Linked DNA regions of Sus scrofa: region 1 is linked to region 2. Evidence: chromatin contacts called from public Hi-C data. All regions are on one chromosome and are shown on one strand. Each heading gives the region's core, a stretch centred on a gene start, on an enhancer-like site or on the middle of the called end of the contact. The rest is flanking DNA. Distances are from core to core; before and after follow the strand shown.

Evidence for each region. A called contact is a pair of places that touch in the nucleus more often than the background predicts.
Region 1: a contact with region 2 is called in a Hi-C map of skeletal muscle, with 3 times the contacts expected there. The contact joins the promoter of PRDX3 here to the promoter of FAM45A in region 2. A contact is called at or near these places in 7 of 47 Hi-C or Micro-C datasets (fetal liver, heart right ventricle, liver and 2 more) and 1 of 2 datasets of contacts at active chromatin or transcription factors (alveolar macrophages).

The regions. Positions count from the first base shown.
Region 1 is chr14:129,089,339-129,092,126 of Sscrofa11.1, reverse strand. It overlaps PRDX3 (peroxiredoxin 3), which reads left to right and starts at 1,337. Exons shown (of 7, transcript NM_001244531.1): 1 at 1,337-1,397. The coding sequence starts at 1,350.
Region 2 is chr14:129,005,761-129,008,519 of Sscrofa11.1, reverse strand. It overlaps FAM45A (protein FAM45A), which reads right to left and starts at 1,311. Exons shown (of 9, transcript XM_013983795.2): 1 at 1,165-1,311. EIF3A (eukaryotic translation initiation factor 3 subunit A) reads left to right here and starts at 1,352. Exons shown (of 22, transcript XM_001928342.6): 1 at 1,352-1,595. The coding sequence starts at 1,547.

The sequences.
Region 1 (2,788 bases), core at 88-2,587, 84 kb before region 2:
TCTTCTAGGTCTGTTTCAGTGGTACAGATTGGCCTAAGGCCCTCAACTGCCAGACCAACTGGAACCTAAGGGATAATGTTGACCTTTTCTGACTCTCATGACTTCAATCAACTACAGCTTGGGGAGTTTCCGATGTGGCTCAGCAGGTTAAGACGTGACATAGCGTCCATGAGAAGGTAGGTTCAATCCCTGGCCTCACTCAGTGGGTTAAGGATCTGGCATTGCTGCAAGCTGCATCATAGGTTGAAGATGTAGTTTAGATCTAACATTGCCTTGGCTGTGGCATAGGCCTGCAGCTGCAGTTCCAATTTCACCCTTAGCCTGGGAACTTCCATATGTTGCAGTGCGGTCCTAAAAAGAAAAAACAAACAAACAAAAACATATGAACTAAAGTTTGGATTCTGTCTGCCACCCAAGCCCCTTCTTGAATATGCATGTTCCCTTAGCTTAAAACTAACCAAATCTGGCTGTTTGAGGAGATACTGCTTTGGGACAGATCCTCCATGTTTTCTTTACTTGCAGCAAGTAATAAATGCTTCCTTCTCCAGATCTTTGCCTGGGTTGTGTCTTTTGGCTCCATATCCACCAAGAGGTGGATCCAGTTTTTCAGATAACAGGCTTGGCCTTTGGAAAATGCCCACTTAGAGTTTACATTTTGTCACACTTACTGTAAGGCCACTGTATGATTTTTATCATGTTTAATGAACTTGCTTCAAAGTACCATGTTCCCCCTGAGCACTTGGCTTTACTAATTGAGAGAAAACACATTTTAAATTTGTCCCAATTCCCCCATTGTTGTGAAGGGAAACCAAAATGGGAGCTCACGCATCATCCAGGGATTTTCAGGACAACAAAGCCTTGCAGGGTCTGACCCACTCTGCTTATTAATCGGCTAAAATTTCATTGATAACTAATGCCATTTCGTGCAGAAGCCTGTGGTCGAAATAGGAAACGGATCCTTTTACTGCAACAATAATCCACGGAGGTTAACAAAAAAGTAACAAGTATAGAAATATCTAGCTTCCTGCCTGGATTAGTCCTAGAGGTTGGGGCAACAAACAGAAACAAAGTGTCGCTTTCACAAGCATTTAGCTACTTAGAAGCTTTAACGGGAATTATCCCAACCGGAAGCCGGGCCGAGGGACCCAGCGATTGGGACGTTTACAGCCAGAGGGTGCCCAAAAGGCGGCGAGGGCATAGGACTCCGGGTCCTGGCTCCCGGCTCCATCCCTGGCCAGGGCTGCAACCCAGGCCCCTCCCTGCCCGCCGAGGCCCCGCCCATCTGGCCACGCCCCCGTAGATCCCGCCTTCTTTGCTTCTCTGGCCCGAGGCCCCAGTGCGCACCGAAGATGGCGGCGGCGGCGGCGGCGGCGGCGGGAAGGTTGCTCCGGGCTTCGGTGAGTGGCTGCTGGCGGGGCACAGGCGCGGAGGCACTGAGGTGGCTCCGAGAACGTGCTTTTCAAATGGGATCCCGCTCCCTTGCGGCCTGGGGGTCTTTCACCCTCTCTGAGGATGTCAGAGGGTAACGGACCTGAGGCCTCCTCTTCTAGGGAAGGCTCCCTGCGCGTGCGCATAACTGCCCTTCCCCCACCCCACCTCGCGGTCCCCTACCCAAATCCCTCTTCCCTCCTAGTCGTGGGTCCCCAGTCCCCTCTCCACCTGAGCACCTGGCTCTGGAGGCAGGCGACCTGGCCCTTGATTCCGTTCTGGGACCGACTCTATGACCTTGAACAAGTGACTTCTTCGTCTTTCTGAACCTGTTAACTTTCCTAACTCAACATAGAATGATGCCTGCCTATCTCAAGGTTTCCGTGAGCATCCACTTAAGTGCTGGATGAAAACCAAAATGTTCAAGTAACCAAAGGGCTTACGTGCAAAAGGCACTTTTTCCTTACTCTCCAGGGCCAGCCGGCCCTGCTATTTTTCTCTCGCAAAGCCTGGTACCCTCTTGCTGTCCGCTCTCCCCTTTCTCATGCTGGGGTTCAACGCAGGCTGGTCCTGAGTCACGCCAAACACTGAAGTTAAGCAAACCTTTGCCTTGAGCCCTGTCCAAACTCTCCCAGAGGCTGAACTTTGCTCTATTTGTTTGCTTCTCTGTAGAGCTTGAAAGGGCCTTGTCTTTTCCAAGGAAAACCTTGACATTGTAGAACAAGTTCAGAAGTTCTGCTGGAAAAGGGCCTGGCCAAGTCTCCTTGGTTTTTTAATCCTCTGGGTTGCTGTTAAAAGCATGGAGTCTTTGTGTTTTTATAAATCCCCCCTGCCTTGCAGTCTTTTTTTTTTTTTTTGGCTGCACCCACAGCATGCTGAAGTTCCAGGTCCAGGGATTGAACTCGGTCCCCTGCAGTGACCATGCCAGATCCTTAACCTGCTGAGCTACCAGGGAGCTCCCTTGCAGTCTTTTTCCCCCCTTCATTTATTTATATATATTTTAAAATAAAAGTTATATGTATTTGAAGTGTACATTATGATTCCATGTACATATACATAATGAAATGATAAATACAGTCAAAGTAATGAACATATCTCTTCATATCGTTACCTTTATTTATTTACTTATTTATTTTTGCTTTTTAGGGCCGCACCCGCAGCATATGGAAGTTCCCAGGCTGGGGTCAAATCAGAGCTACAGCTGCCGGCCTACGCCACAGCCACAGCCACGTGGGATCCGAGCTGAGTCTTCGACCTACACCACCGCTCACAGCAGCACTAGATCACTGACCCACTGAGCGAGGCCAGGGATCAAACCCACATCCTCACTGATACTCGTCAGATTGTTTCTGCTGTGCCA
Region 2 (2,759 bases), core at 62-2,561:
AACTTGGCCTTGCATAGGGATCCTTGTTCTGCAGCTTTGGTGCAGGTGGACATTATAACTTGAGCAATGTGGACCCTGGCCACTGTGCCCTGGGCTTTGCAAAGGCACTGGGGCATACCTGTCTGGAGCCTACATAGGGGACAGCATGCCTATCATGAATGTCCACTGGAAAGGGTTGTCTCCTATATCCCCTAGGGCAACCCAGACAAGCGACAAACTGCAGACATCACCTGGCAGGCTGCTGTTTGCAGCCACTGCACACAGGGCCCCAACAAAGAAAAGAGAAATTTTCTTTCTTCACAGTGATAAAGTTAAATAGAACAATCTTTTTTTATGAGGCAAAGGAATGCAGGGGAAATGCTTTCTGTGCGCAGGTACTGTAGTTTCCTCACTCCTTAATGTAGCACTCTCTCAATTCACATATCCCATCTATTATTACAAAATGCGTAATAAATTTGCAACAATTTATTCCACTGGTGCTTTCTGAATTTTTCTTCTGAACTCATCTTAATTTCACACAAGGCTTGAATGGTTAGCTTCAGTGTAAATGGCTTTCAAGTTCTACGTACAATGTTTTCACATTAAAATTATTAATCAATAATAAGACTGTAACAAAGGGCCTGTTATATATGGATTTTTTTCACTAACACTCATTTTTCCTACATGTGTTTACGATATGTGCTGAATATAAAGGCAACAACACTCGCATATATTTTCAAATATTTTGAGGGTCTGTTTTGCTGCAGGTCTTTTTGTCCCCTGTCAGACTGTTGTTAACAGTCTATTCCCATCCTTCAGGTCTCGGCTCAAAACTCGCCTTCTCTGAGGGACCAGGCAACCTCTGTGTCACCAGCTTTAAAATTTTACCTAGATATGAAATAAGATCGCTTATTTGTTTAGTTATTTATTACATCCCTCCTCATGCTAGTCTGCCATGTGACAGGTCACCACAATCTCCCAGTGGCAAGTATTGCTGGCCTAATATCTGCCCAACGTATTTTTGTTAAATGAACCAATCTGGCAATTAATGCAGCCAAGTCAGGCCATTCCCTAGGCAGAGCGACCTGACGGTAACTTCGAAAAACTTTGCATAAATCAAGTTAGGGACGACTCTATGCAGACACCTGCCTTCTCGCCAGCCAGAAGCTCTGACCCAACTCTCACCTTGCCCACTCCGATTTTCGCTCCAGGAGCGAAAGGCCTGACAACCGGCTCCCTAACGTTTCCCAGCGGAGTCCCGAAGAGGCGACGGAACTCAAGGACGCCTGCCATCGCCACGTCAGCGGGCACGCGTGACGCCAACGCGCCTGCGCGCGGGGAGAGGCGGTGCGTGCGCGGAGACCCGCCTCTACATCCGGGGCCTCGGCGGCGGCGGCGCCGCCGCGCGGGGGTCACGTGGCTTCTTCCTTTCCGTCTCTGGCCGGCTGGGCGCGGGCGACTGCTGGCGAGGCGCGTGGAGCCTCGCGCTGGTTCCCCTTCGTCTCCTCTCCCGGCCCGGGCCCCTAAGGAGTTCGCTAACGCCGGGTGAGCTGAGCCTGCCGCCAAGATGCCGGCCTACTTCCAGAGGCCGGAAAATGCCCTCAAACGCGCCAACGGTGAGTAGGGGATCGGGGCGCGCCGGGCTGGGGCGGCCCGAGGCCTGGGAGGTCGCGGGGCCGGGGACTGCTTCTCTCTGCTCTGCTGCCCGCCTGCAGCTGCACAGGAGGCCGATGCGGCCTGCCCGCCACCGACCCAGCCCGTGGTTGGGCATGTTGCCTCTTTCGCTCCAACCGACGTGGGGGTGAGAGGCGCGCAGCCCGGAACCGTCGCTGTGGGGACCCTACTTCCCCCCGCCGCCGTCTGGGCCGCAGCTCCTGGGACAGGCCTACCCGGGCCGGAGCTTCTCCCTTCCCGCCTCCGCTTGCCCTCCAGACCACGGGCTTTCTGCTGAGGCTCCGCGCCCCCGGCCGCCATCTGGGAGTGCCGGGGAGGAGGAAACATGGCTCCCTCCCGGGGACAATGCACGCGAGAACCTCGACTCCACCTCCCGTCCGGCCGGGAGCCGGCGGTCCCACCTCCGGCCCTCCCGCTGACACCTCCGGGCGCCCCCCCCCCCCCAATCTAGCGCCTCGCTCTTCTGGGTCAGGGTCCACGTCCCTTTCCCCTCTGGCCACTGTCTCCTCTTCGGGGACTCTGACCCATTTAACTGGTTTCCTGTGTTTTCTGGCATTGATTATTGGCAGTCAGCAGCTTACTTCGACTCTCAGAAGTTGGGACAGAGTTAATACTATGAGAGAGACTTCAAGTTCTCTCGTAAAGATAACGAAAGTGAGGCCTAGAGAGACAGATTTGTCCAAGGTCACTCTGGGAGTTAGTTGTTGAGCTTGGAGACCAAACCAAGGTTTCTTAACTTCCAGATCGGTCTTTTTTTCCCCACCATGGCACTGCTGCTTGCGATTTTTATTTCCGTTTGTGTACTTAAGCCACTGGAGCTTTTGGGAAACTTGTGTGTGTGCCGGTCTATTCAAGAGGCATTTATTACGTTGACGTTATGGAAGTGCAAATCTAATATACGTGCCTCTGGTCTTAAACAACTTTTATTATTATTTAGGGCTTATAAGTGTTAGTGTATCCATTGCTCATATTTTCACCTTTCCTCTACTCAAACAAGGGTTGGTTCTCATCTGTACTGGAGATGAATATACCGTGTCAGTCACAGTTTTATGCTTGCGAGCTTATTTTGTTAGTTTGAAAATCCTCTTATGAAAAGGTCAGTTTTA